Linked DNA regions of Zea mays: region 1 is linked to region 2. A link is a contact called in public Hi-C data. All regions are on one chromosome and are shown on one strand. Each heading gives the region's core, a stretch centred on a gene start, on an enhancer-like site or on the middle of the called end of the contact. The rest is flanking DNA. Distances are from core to core; before and after follow the strand shown.

Region 1 (7,011 bases), core at 1,438-3,937, 170 kb after region 2:
AGAATAGTGCAAATAACAGTTGTTCCTTTATTACAACAGAGATTATATTTATATACATATGAAGGAGTGCATTCTCAAAAGATGTATCCCTTGAGAATCATCTGTCGCACCCCTTGAATTGATCACAAATATAATATTTTACTAGGTGTGTGTCCGTGCGTTGCAACGGGAGTACGCTGAGATGAGCATCGACACATATCTGATCGAATCTTATAGTTTCTTGGAGGTATGGAGAAAGTTTGCTCGGAAGCTAAACAAGTTAAGACCTGAGCATGTGTTACCCTTGTGCCCCATCAGCACACTATTCCGCGCTTGTATGAGTCTTGCATTGATGTCACACAAAATGTAATGTTGCCTGTCACGATAACGTGGTTCCATCGGGAATTTAACTTCAACTCGAGCGACAATACTATACTTCCGTTGTAGCCCATAAAAATATGTATCGCTATAGTCGTCGAACAACTTGAAGCTATATTAAACATGCGACTAAATAACATTCATAAATTTGATAGCAAAATCTTGTGTTAACTATTGTTTATAATATAACTTACATAGCCATCCTTTTTTCTTGTCCAATGCAACTCTTTCACGGTTCAATACGACTGGCTCCATCAAAACCTTTTATCATTAGAAAATATTTAAAACTAAATTGTAAAATGGTCCAATGCATTGATATAGCACGACGTAGGAGCAGTGTGGGTTGGTTGGTTGAGCATTTATTTTGGACTGTAGGTGTGACTGTGATTAAGGCTTGTAGTTCACGAGTCTGTAGCTCATGCAGAGGTGGATGACATGCATGATTGCGTCTGACGACTTTGTATTGCCCAGTTGGTGCTCAAGTACGGTGTCTGCAGCTCATACTAAATACCTTTAATGACACAATGCCTAAAACCTCACTAGCAGTTGAAAAGAACAAACCTAATACAATGGTGCGTTTTCAGCAATTCCAAACAAACCAAACAAGGTAGATTGGCAATTTTCTAACTTCATGGAGCACAAGCGAGTCACTTGAAACCCTAATACTTTTTCAAGCATCTGAAGCGCAGTAGCGATATTGTATTGTATTTTTCTTGTAACAAAAGCTGATTTGGCTACGTATATAGAACGTATCTGATTCCCAACCCTAAGATTTATACCAATTATGAATGCATAGAACCATTAAATTTTCAAACATTTAAACATGTGACAGACGTTTCAAAGATTGGGCCTTCGTGATTCAACCGTGTGAGATACAACAGTAAAAAAGACACCAAAATTGAGAAAGATCGCAAGCAGGTCCTCAACAAATAATGAAATACGGATGGAACAAGAACGGGCAATGCAGTTTCTTTATTTTCCTACACCAAATACATATGTTACAAACACAATGTAATAATACAAGTACTTCGCTGTCTCGGTTGGGAATGCAAAAACAAAAGGTCTTCTCAGAGGAACGAAGTTTTAGCAGTAGCAATTCCAAGGGCCAAACTGTTGTAAAACAGTGGTGGTACACCATCCAAACACAACAGTATGAAAAAAGGGGCATCAACATTAGGCATGAACAACATCTGCAACAGATACTTGCAAGCACAACAACCTGCCCCCTCGTCTCTAATTATCTTGGTAACCTGCGACACAACAAAGTACTAGAGGCCGAGCGCAAAGAGGAACGATAGATTCCATACATTCCTGTCGTTCTAGAGGCCGAGCCCTCCAATCTTGTCAAAAACAGCGAGTGTTCTTCCCCTTCTGTTCTTCCCTCCAACCGCAACTTCTCTCTGTTATCACGAGCAGTGCTGATAACGTATTACAGTTCAGTGAAAACGAGATTCGAGAGAATAGTGCAAATGACAGTTTTTCCTTTATTACAACAGAGATTATATTTATATATATATGAAGGAGTACATTGTCAAAAAATGTATCCTTAAGAATCATCTGTCGCACCCCTTGAATTGATCACAAATATAATATTTTATAACACCCCTGCAAAGATCCTCTCAACTCTCAACTCTCAACCCGGGACGTGCCGTGTTCCCCAAACCGTCGCCACTGCAGACCAGTCCAACGCTGAGCCGGATCCACATCAACTAGTGCCAAACTGTCAGGGCCAGCCGCCCTCCGGGGGCCCCACTGCCAGTCTGCGCGGCCCTCTACTCCACCGCACCGGGTAAAGGGTAGGCAGAAGAAACTAGACGCAAGTCCACACCAATCCGACGGCCTACGCTGCCTCGATGTAATCGCACGGTACTCGGCTCAGAGCTGTCTATTTCTGAACTGTTTGCTATCAAGCCACTTCCACTGTGGGCCCATATATCTTGGCCAGCTCTGTCAGTGATGTCCAATACCCAAACCCGAGGTACGCCTGGGCCCAGCAATTAACTAATAATATCTCGTGCTAAAAAAACAGAGACGAAAAAAAAAGAAAAACAAGGCAGGAGAAAAAGATGCTTTTGGCATCATCCAGCCCACCACGTCTCTCCCGCTCTCCGGCCCGCTCTCCACCCACCCCCTCTCAAAAGAAACACACGCCCCTCGGATACCGCCACGTCAGCGATCCGCGCCTCTCGATCCGAGCACTCGCATTGGCCGCGCGCGAGACCCACTAGCCAACCTCCCTGCGCCTGGTCCAGGGCGCGCCCCGTGAACCGCTCCCCTCTTCCCCCAATGGCGAGGAAAACACCCACCCCGTATAAGATCACTCTGTATTTCAAATCCCCTCGCATCCAAACACTTCCGTGGAAAAAAAACAATTAATAATTTATTACTGGCAGAAGGGGGAAGAAGAGATGGTGGACGAGGCATGGGAGCGGGCGGTGGAGGCGGCGCTGCACGCCGGCGGCGAGGGGAGCTCGTCGCCGGCGCGGAGCCTGACGCTTGACGGCGCCGTCAAGTGCACGCACGGGCGGCTGCCGGCGGCAGAGATACTGGAGCGGCACCAGAGCCTGGAGCACCTTTCGATCGCTGGCGTCGGGGTCACGTCGCTCGAGGGTTTCCCGCGGCTGCGGAACCTCACGCGGCTCACCCTCTCCGACAACCGCATCGCCGGCGGTCTCGACCACCTCGTCGCCGCTGGCCTGTCCTCGCTGCGGGACCTCGACCTCAGCAACAACCGCATCCAGGACGTTGACGACCTCGCGCCACTCGCCGACCTGCGCCTCGTCTCGCTCGACCTCTACGAGTGCCCCGTTACCCGTGTCAAGGACTACAGATCCAGGGTCTTCGAGATGATCCGGACGCTCAAATACCTGGACAAGATGGATGCCGACGAGAACGAGCGCCCCGAGTCCGATGACGACGATGACGACGGCGAGGGCGATGGCGAGGGCGATGGCGACGATGATGACGAAGATGAAGAAGACGAGGAAGACCCTGGGAGCGGCGAGGTAGCGAACGGCGGCGTCGCCCATGCGCGCGCGGGCGTGCCCTCGCACCCGGTGGAGGTGAATGGGGTGATCGATGTGGACGAGGAGGAGAGCGACGCTGACGAGGTCATCCCGAACGGTGGTGTCGAGCACAGCCATGGCGCAAACGGGTTTCGTGTCGCGGCTGCTGGCGAAGCCCGTGGCGAGGAGGATGAGGACGTGGAGGAAGATGACGACGACGACGATGACTTTGAGGAGGAGGATTTGGGGGAGGAGATTGATGAGGATGTTGATGACGAGGATGCTGTTGTGGAGGTGCATGATGTACCAAGTAGTGACGAGGAGGAAGATGGCGTGGAGGAGGATGAGGAAGAAGAGGATGAGGACGAAGATGATGAAGAAGAGGAGGAGGTTGAGGATGAAGGTGAAGAGGCGGAGCCACAGAGCAGTGGTAGGGTTGCCATGATGACAGGCGAGGATGAAGGAGAAGAGATAGATGGGCATGAACATGGAGAAGGGGACGATGAGGATGAAAATGGTGAGATTGGTGAAGAGGATGAGGAGGGATTGGAGGTGGGGAATGATGACGACGAAGACGACGCAGATGCGGATGATGAGGTATATCACATTGATTTTCTTGCAGGCGTTTCAAGTGCTTTTCCATTTATTGCAATTTCCTGTTTACTCAGTTGTTAATCTTTTTACGGTTATCTATTTGTTTATATCACTGCAGATGACATAACATGCATTTTGTTTTTTTAGTATAGTATTGTGAAAGTTGGCTCTTAGCGAAATTAATTTGTCACGGTGTTGCTCTTGTATCTGCTAGTGAGCTGCCTAGGATCATCCGGGAGAGCTGTAGAGCACCGTGGCGGTTGCTGAACACATCTATAGCATATTTTCCTGCGGTTTAATAATTTTATTATAACTTCTATCTGCGTATAGTCAGTGCTGGTAAATCTGAACTTTTTATACCTAGTGAACTGTAGATATGGTGGTATGGCCTAAAATGACAATGACTGGGGTATTAGTATGTTGGTTTTGGAAGTCTGTAAATTTTATTTGTTTGTCTATGATCTGCTGGATGATTAGCTCGTGTGCATTTACATTTGGCAATCATAGATCTTGATGCATTTGGTTTAAAGAGCCTTTTGGCTATTATCTGTTTATGCATATTTTTTTGGCATGCGTCTGTTGTGAATTATTCCTGTTTTAGTGAGGTTAGAATTTTTAGGATATCCCCCTTCGTGCAATGCAACTGTATTTTTGCACTCTTGTCCATATTACTGTTTAAGATTTTTTATTGTTTGTGATTTGTGGTGATGACCACATTAGGCCTTGTTCGGTTATTCCCATTACACATGGATTGGATGTGATTGAAAAAAATTAAGAAGAAATTTGACTTGCTTGGGATTTAAACCCACTCCATCCACATGGATTGCGAGCGAACCGAACAAGCCCTTAAGGAGTTCTTGATGAACTTGAGCACTTTGTGCCGCGCCTATGTCATCTGCCCATCTTCAGATGGTAGATGAAATACTGATGGAGTTGTGCCTGAACATGTCAATGCATATATGTTCTTCTTGCCATGCGTTTTACCATAATATGTTCCTTTGAAATCTGCTAATCTGTGTAATCAAAAGATTTTATGACTGCTTTGCTCATTAAAATGGTGCCTCTGCCATGAACTGGTTGCTTTTTAAATAAATGCTATTCTTAACTACCTGCTTGTCATCATCTTTAAAGATTGTCCGAATCCCTAACAAGCTCTATATCTACTTGTTATCTAGTTTTTTTTCTCCAAAATATTTCATGCGATCATTCTTGCGATGGTGTATGTTTAGTATTTTGTTGCCTTAATCTTGGATTGCCTGTGAACTTGTGATGGTGGTTCTTTTGGTACATGTTGAACAAGTATTCCTGAACTGTACTGTATATAAGATTGCCTATTAGTATTCTGTTTTCTCAATGCTATCTGGTTTTTTTTTTTTGCTTAGAATTGATTATCTGCATGTTTGCCAAAACTTGAGTTGCTGGGCCTTCTGTACAAAGGAATCTGGTCTATATTTATGGCCATCTGCATTCCACTTCCAGTCCATTCTAACAATATTTTTTTTGTTTGAGTTTTTGAGAGATTTCTTTCATGGCATGGAGTAAGAAATTCGGTTCTAATTAAGGTTTATTGCAAAATTTTATCTTCAGGATGAAGATACTGAATATCTTGTGCAACCAATCGCTCAGCCTCAAGCCATGGCTATTGGAAGTGAATTAGATGGAGTTGACCCTGATGATGCTGACGAGGACAAGGAAGAAGTCGACAACGATGATGATGGGGCCACAGATCAGCCTTCATCCTCGCATGGAGCCAAGCGGAAGAGAGATGATGATGATCTGTCAGGCAGTGGTGATGACAGTGAGGATGACGGTGTTGAGGACTTGAGGCCCTTCAAGCACAAGTGATGGAGCAGCCAATGTACATGGATCCCTCCCTCCCCCTTCTTCAGCTAGAAGTAAGCAGCAAGATCAGCAGCAGCAGGAGGAGGCAGCAGGAACAGAAATATGGTGGGTTTCCCCTGTCTTCTTTTTAATTGTTTTTTCTTGTAAAAACTTTGAATTGAGAGAGAGCTTCTGCCTCCTTGGAATAGCAGATTTTAGGAGGTAATGGAGAGAAACACCTTGTGTAGCCTAGTAGGCCAGTAGGTAACCAGTTCGGTTCTTCAGTCTCTCACCTTGCCGGCAAGCCCCCTTTTGTGTTCGATTTTTCCCTCCAACTTTCAAATGGTAGTTGCAACCGTGGGGCTTCCCTCCATCCTTTGAAATTTCTGTTGCACTGGCCGTGTAGGGTTGCACAAACTGTAGTTTCCCTCCAAAAGAAAGCCCGGGAAATGCCCCCCCTTTCAAATGCCCATGGTAGCCGTTGCCCCCATTTGAATTCTTGAGGTACTGCACCTCCAATCGGCTGAATTGCTTTCTGTTATGGTTACTGCTTTGAGATAGGTGAAATGGCTGTGGTTGCAGCGATGGAGGCAAACCGGGCTCCTAGTGCCTGTATATTTTTAAGGCCTTTTTTTTCGGCAGGGGAGGCTCGCTCTCAGCCTGCTGCCTTCAGCAGCAGCGTGTCTATGGGTTCACGGTGGTCGCGTCGTGTTGCCCGTGGTCTATCGCGGGGCTCGTTCTCTGTGTCACTGTCAAGCGGGCCCCAGGTGCAGGTGTGTGTTGCTCTGTTCTTGCGGTGAAATCGGGCTTGGGCGAGTAATATACAGTTGTTGGTCTGGGCTGGATGGAGAGTGAAGTGGAACAACCTCCCTTTGTTTGATCTGTCGCGAGGAGCCGGGGAGATATGGCGGTGGAGTAGAGGACAGTACAGCAGCCGCTTTCGTTTCCCTTTCGCTTTGGCAAGTTGCGCTAGCGGGGATGGGATGACAGGGCCCGGCGGACCCGGCCCCTTGTGGGTGGTGGGTCGGCGGGCGTGGGAGTAGGCAGTAGCGGTGGTGGTGGGGGCGGTAACGTGACTAGCGGCGGCGTGAGCGCGCTGGTGGGGTGGGTCCCGCGGGTGGTTGTGTGGCGGGCAGCGCAACGTTGTCGGTGAGCGTGGCTCGAGGTGGGGCAGGGTCTAGGGTTGCGAGAGGGTGCGAAGGAAGATCCCACGAGATGCCTCAGCCCGTCCGCC
Region 2 (6,978 bases), core at 2,845-5,344:
AGCAGGGTAAACAGGGCAAACAAATTCTCGGCCACAGATCAATGCGAGACGCTGGCACGCATGTGGGCAGCCCGCCGGCCGTCACTGTTGGCTGCGGTACGGTGACCACTGACCATTCATTCATTCATTCATTCACATCTCCTCCGTCCGTGCACCGTGGTCCAGGCGCCAGAACCCTGATGGCCTGCACAATTGCAGTTTTGCAGAGTATGGCCATGCCAACCCTTCACCCCTTCCTTGTCTTCGTTGCCATGCCCCAGACACAGACACCACCGTAGCGCGAGGCATCGATCAAACACCAGAAAAGAAAAGAAAAGAAAAGAAAAGAGTGCACAGCAGCAATAGCATCCACCCAACAGGAGCGCAAAAGCCCTTTCCTCCTGAGCTCAATATAGCAAGCTAGGTACCCGCCCATCTGGCTAGATACTGCTGCTGCCAGTAGTGCCATGGGCCATCTCACATCATTGCCAAGAAAAAAACCAAAAGCCGAGACATGGCCCCGGCAAAATCTGAAGCTGCTGCTTCGGCTTTCCATTCCATGGACGTGCGCCAGCTTTTTCCTCCTCCAAAGTCCGATGGAAAGAGGAGACGGAAATTCCCACGAAGCCCCCCCCCCCCCCCCCCCCCCCCCCCCGGTTTTCCAAACCTGTCTCCGACGCTTTCCTCCGGCGCCACCCAGCCTGTCTAGGAGTTCCGTTAATCATCATCATTCGCCAGTGCGCCGTGGACATGCTAGTTAATTAATGGAACGAAACCAGCGAGTGATTGGGCTGGTCCCTGGTCGATTGGACGGACGTGATCCACACCGGACAGAGAAATCTCACCGAACCAATCAATATGGACCGCGCGATGTGCGGCTCCTGCCAGAACTCTCGCCGCGACCAAAAGGCTTCCGGCTGGATGCCTAGAAGGTCGTGGGCTCGTGGCTGTGGCACGAGCCGTCAGCCCGTCACTTCGTCAGTTCAGCACGTACCGATGCTGTGTGCCTGTGTTGCACTGGTCTAGCCGACCGGCCGCGCGCCCGCGCCCTGTTCCGACTTCAGACATCATCGGTGTGTAGCGGCGAACAAAGGGCGAGCCTGGACGCTTGAGGATTTGTGTAACTATACTTTTTCGTTCAGAAGATCGGTTGGCCCACTTTTAGGTTTTAGCAATTAGCATCGCATGGTTTGTTCAGAAGAAGGCCTTTCAGACCAGTTTGAGCATCCCATGATCATGGCACGTTCAGGTTTGACATTTTCAAGAGCACTCAAGGTGTTCCATGCTTTCATCTAAACAAACTACTGGTACTGTACTGTCGTTATACTTTCATCACCCACACTAGATAGACACCATAAGCAATTAAGCATCGACTGTTCACATGCACAACTCAACTCCCTAAGGGCTTGTTCGTTTTGGAGTGGATTGAAGGGGGATTGGAGGGGATTAAATCCCCTCCTATACAAATTTGTATAGGAGGGGATTTAATCCCCTCCAATCCCCCTTCAATCCACTCCAAAACGAACAAGCCCTAAAATAAATAAATAAACAGAATCCACGGGGCATAAACAAGAACAAGACGACACGCGGGAAAAAAACAGAAGTTCCTTTCTCCCCGACTCCGGCACTGGCCATGGCACTATGGCTGTGTGACTGTGACCACACACTGATTGCTCTGTCTGTCCATCCAATCCACGGGCTGGCGCGCATCGCCATCACATGACGCTGCACCCGGCATTGGGGTCCTCGCAGCAGTGCTGCTGCGGGTAGTACGGCTGCCGGGCGCCGCCGCCACCGCCGTAGTACCACCCCTGGCTATCGTACACCGGCACGCCGTAGTACCCGCCGGGCCCGGGCGCGGCCGGCTTGCCGCACCGGCAGTAGCCGTTGTAGCCGCCGCAGCCGCAGCCGTAGCCGCCCCCGGCGCCAGCGGCGTAGTAGGACGGCGGCGGCGGCGCCTCGTAGCCTGGGTTGTAGCCGTAGCCGTAGCCGGACACGGACCCGGCGGGCGCGGGCCAGACGGACGGCACGGCCACGCCCTGCGCGGCGCCCGGCGGCGGCGCGATCGGCTGCGGCTCGGACCCGGCCTTGGCCGCCATCATCTTCTCCAGGAGCGGGCCCAGGTCGGCCTTGGTCATGCCGGGCGGCATGGCCTTGCCGGGCTTCGCGTCCGCCGCGGGGACCTCGGCGAACTTCACCTTCTTGGCCTCCGCCTTCCCGTCCTTGTTGCCCTTCTCCGCCGGCTTCGCCTCCTTGTCGCCCTTGCCCCCCTCCTTCTTATCGGCCTTCTCCTCCTTCTTCTTCTCGGCCTTCTCCTCCTTCTTCTCCGCCTTGGCGCCGCCCTCCTTCCCGGCCTTGCCTGCGTCCTTCTCGGCCGCCGCCGGTTTGCCGGCGTCCTTGGGCTTGTCGCCGCCGCCCTCCTTCCCGGCCTTGCCGCCGTCCTTGTCCTTGCCCTTGACGTCCATCGCCTTGATGACCCGGCCGGCCTTGCAGCAGAGCTTGTTGCAGACCGTGTCGGCGTCGAACGGCCCGGAGATGGTCACGGCATTGCTCTTCTCGTCGAACGAGATCGTCTTGATGTTCATCTTGTCTGCGCAAGCGGCAACCCGAACCAATCAGAATCAATCAGCCATGCTCATGCCCATGTACCGTCAATCAATCAGCAGCACAGAACAGTAGCAGTAGGTTAATAATTAATAGTAATAATATATAAAAAAACACACAAAACAGTTGTAAACTCTCTGCTGACAGGTGCGCCGAGCAACTGGCCTGGCCAGGTGAACGCTCATGCAGGGGCATGTGATGGCAGCGGGCCCACGTGTCAGCGAGGTTACAAGGACCAGGGGGCACTGAAACAGGTCCGTTCGTTGAGCGAATGGTGATGAACTGATGTGATGGCAGCGGTAGTAGACTAGTACTAGTACAATAGTGGACCGCACCTTGGATCTTGCAGAGGACTTTTCTGATCTTCCTGTAGCATCTCTCGCATTCAAGGTCAACCTTGAGGACGATCGTGGAGATCTGCAGAGAGATCGAGGGATTAATTGGCGGCAAATGAATGCAGAGTACTATTACTGGAAGCAGATCCAACTGTGTACAACAACCAGTTGTCAAGTTTTTATTCAGGATGACACAGCAGGAGTGCCTGATACAATGAACTCACGATATAGTACTAGTTACTAAAAACACTTGCTTACGCAATGGGCACGAACTGGACCAAAACAAAAGGCAGGGGGAAAAAAAGACGGGTGACTCATGAATCCTATGTTTGAAAAAAGACGGTGACAAATGCGAAAACGACAGTAGCGAAGGGTTTCGAAAAGACCGTGTGGAAAAAAACCCGAAAACCGGACAAATGGACAAAACCGGACGTGCGCCTTCGTCGCCTCGGCATGAAAGTGGTTGGGGCTGCGCTGGGGAAATGGATTCTGGTCAGAAGAGGGCCAGGGAACATTTGCTTGCTCTGTACTTCACTCGCCATACCCTCTGCCCCTCTGGTTGAGTACGTACTAAACTACCGAAGCTAACTCCAATAAGGTTTCTAGAGTGTCCGTATCGAAGTTCACTCTGGGGTTTGTATGTCCTGGATCTCTGAACAAGTTTTCTCGTATATTAATCAGCAGAAGAAAAAAAATGGCCGTTTTTTTACACTCTACTGCTAGACTCTGTCCTGAACAGCTCAATTCATAACCGAACACACAATGACATGTATCTGAAAAAATGAGGGGGGAAAATAAAGAGTCTAGAACGGAGATCGTTAGACGCGATTGAACTGAACCACCGAGGGTCGCACAATTGCAGTTCTTCCATAGTAGCAAAACAACAACAACCAAGACACGAAGATTTCTACCGAGAGCGCAGCACAGGCAAGAGACGATCGGCACGGGCTCATCGCGCAGAGGAACCCCGCCTCCGGGAAGCACAAGCGAGGGAACAGGTAGAGAAAGCACCGTAGGCGTTCGTGTCCTCTTACCTTGTCCGCCATGGGAGTGGCGCTCGACTGAGTCGCCGGGCCGTCACCCTCCTGGCCTGGTGCCGCTGGTCTCGAGCTCCGGGATGGTGGCTGCCGCGGGAGTGTGTGTACGCGTGGGGAAGGAGGAAGGGATGATGACAGTCTAGCACAGAGGAGGAGGGCGGTGGGTGCGGGTGCGGCGCTTTAAAACGGGAGCCTGAGCTGCGCGCCGCACGCAGTGCGTCCTAAGCACCAACCCCCCGGGCCACCGACGCATGGGCCCCTGGTCCGCGCGGACCCTTTGACCCCCCTATTATTAGCTGTGCGGCCGTGCCGCATGTGGCGAGGGCGCGAGTCCAGTGCCTTGCCAGTCGGTGGGGGCATTGGGCGCACAGACACACGACTGCCGCGACGCTCGACCAAAAACGTTTTCTGAAATGAAAATGGCACGGCGCACACGACACGCACATTATAATGGTAAAGACTTTGAAGACAAATGAGTAGTAGTAGCATACAGCTGGGAGCTGGCAGGGTAGAGCAATACTAGTAAGTAGTACTCCCTCCCTTCGTATGAAAACAAGTGCAGTTTTAGTTGAAGTGGTGGCGAATGCTGTCAGTGGAATTATCGTCACACCACACCTCTGCAAAAAAAAAGGCAAGTTGGCTAATCCATGATAAATGTACGCATTTATTTCGGGGTATATTTCGAACACCAGAAGTGTGCTTGTTATACGACGGAAGGAGTACTAGTAGTTCATAGTTATATATGTCTATTCATAGTTACTTACACCTCACTTGGCGGCGCCTCTTTCATTGGGGAGCTTTGGGCTTTTGGAGCCGCCGCGGTGGTGGTGAGGTTTCAGTTCAGGGTATCAGCGGTGGACTGGACGCTAGAGACCGCCGCAACCAGCACAGGCGGGTGCGGCATTGTTTGTCCCTAGCCAGCAGCAGCAGCAGGCTGCGTGGCGCTCCGCCTGGGGGCGCGGGCGCCCGGGGATGCATGGCGTTGCCCGTCAGAAATGGCGTCTTCTTTTCGAGTTCTCTAATCTAATATTAGAGTATATATGTTCGGCCAACTCAACATTACTAGCACCTTTTGTGTTCTACGGACCAGTTCCATTCTGACAGAGGAAAAAAAAGGGGAGGGCTTTTAGAGTCCTGTGTGCGTGACAGCTTACCAGAAAATCATTATGATTTCAGAGGTGGTGAGCACTGCCAAACCGGGGGTGTGGTTGCTTCATTTTGTGCGGGCGTTTGGTTCAGCCTCGCGCCCTGATGCTGCTGCTGCGGCTGCTGGTGGTGGTTTTTGTTTATGCGCCTGTTGGTGGCAATGGCAAGGTGAGCCTGGAGTCCGGGGTGAAGCGAAAACGTGACCCGGATCGCGGGATTAGGCCAACAACTGCACGATAACAAACTGCTCCTGGCAAATCCCTTTTTTGCGTCGGCGTAGCAATCTCGAACAGAGGAAAAGTGGGCGCGGCCGTCTGCGTACTCCAGAGTGCTGCACAACTCATTCGCCATTCGTCGTAATGATCCGCACCCGGAATATTTTTTTTTTGGTATGCACTCCTACGTAAAATGCGGCGGAACCTTCCCGCGTCCTGAGAACAGAGGACTGCAGCTTCCTCTGCCGCGTCTATGCTCCGTGGCCTCCTTCACTCACATGGCAATGGCATGAAGGAGCGTGAAGAATCTCAGAACGGACGCCGCCGACCCTGTTCGGGACGCGGAATGCGACCAGAGAGTGGCAGGGGGGGCCGCTGGAGGCTGTAGCTTGCCCGCGCGCAAGGACGCCGCCGCCGCGGCTAGCTGGCTGGCCCGCGAGGAAAACCACCAAAAACACGAGTGATAGAATTCGACGCCGGGTCGCCGAGCTGGTGGGCGTTGAAAAAAAAAACTGCGGCGGGGCGGGGCGGAGCGGGGCACGCGCGCGTGAGTGAGTGCGCAAGCGATGCGGCCGCCACGCCAGCACGCTGTGACCCACCGGCGGCATCGTGACCGCGCTCACCTAACACGCTCCCTCCACCTCCGCCTCCACCTCGCTTGAGTCGAGCCGGTGTCGGTGCCTGGCGCGAGGGCAGCCGGAGGACCGTGCGTGTGAGAGTGCTCGTTCCGGTGGCCCGTCCATTTCAGCTGCAGGCCGCGAGAGCACGCTGCACGCACGCAGTACGCACGTACCTCCAGTCGCCCCACCCACCATCCAATCCAATCCAATACAATCCAATGCATCGGATCGGGAGTACGCACGCAACCCTCTCTCTGCCGTCTTCAGTTTACGTGTACTAGTAAAATAAGATCGACTCTCTGGCGCACTGGATCAAAAACAACTGCTGAGCTTTCACGTCAGTGATCACCCGATACGACGTACGCCTCACAGTTCTGTTCTATGCTAATAGCGCCAGCAGGCGTACTCCTCCTTCTCGATCGATGATTGGCTCCACTACTCTTTAGTGGCATACCTAACAATTAAACAACGCGGATGGTTCCGAATTCCCGTTGGTTACACCCACCTCAAGTATACGTCTGCCCCCACACCCACAGCAGCTCTAATGGAAGGGGGAGCACGCATGGTCAGGGAGCTAAGCTGCGGAAAGAGAGTGAGTGAGCAGAAGAGCACTGTGCGCCTGTGAAGAGAAGGGACAAAGCTGGATGATTAATGACGCCAGAAGAAAGGGCCGCGAAAAGCGCCAGGGAAAGGGTATCGGGGAAGGCGGGCGAGACCTCGCTTTCAGAGGAGCAGAGACGATCAGACGAGAGGCCATTATGGATTTATGGTACGGGCTACTACGGCGTCACCTGCAGACATTTTAACCTGATCCACCACGCGGCGGACTGCAGTCTACAGAACAGGCAGCCGGACTGGCGGTGATGTGCCGGCGCAGAGCGTGCGGACTCCTAGAGTAAAAAGGCGCCGGTGCGTTGCGTTGGTTGGTTGATGTGGATGCATGCACCGCGGCCGTGGCCGTGAGATTCATCGGCCGAGAGAGAAGGCGGGACTGGGAAGTCTGGGAAGGAAGCAGGATCCCGGAATACGGTGCACGATACAA

The links. Hi-C and Micro-C count contacts between places; a contact is called where the count stands out from the background.
Region 1: a Hi-C map of tassel shows a contact between it and region 2, with 1.9 times the contacts expected there. The contact joins the promoter of LOC100383529 here to the promoter of LOC100275119 in region 2. A contact is called at or near these places in 4 of 25 Hi-C or Micro-C datasets (ear, endosperm, leaf and 1 more).

Annotation. Positions count from the first base shown.
Region 1 is chr7:174,066,050-174,073,060 of Zm-B73-REFERENCE-NAM-5.0, forward strand. LOC100383529 (Acidic leucine-rich nuclear phosphoprotein 32-related protein) reads left to right here and starts at 2,688. Exons shown (of 2, transcript NM_001176177.1): 1 at 2,688-3,959; 2 at 5,544-6,023. The coding sequence starts at 2,766. The coding sequence ends at 5,801.
Region 2 is chr7:173,898,951-173,905,928 of Zm-B73-REFERENCE-NAM-5.0, forward strand. It overlaps LOC100275119, which reads right to left and starts at 4,095. Exons shown (of 3, transcript NM_001149782.2): 1 at 3,953-4,095; 2 at 2,919-3,000; 3 at 1,540-2,569. The coding sequence starts at 3,964. The coding sequence ends at 1,695.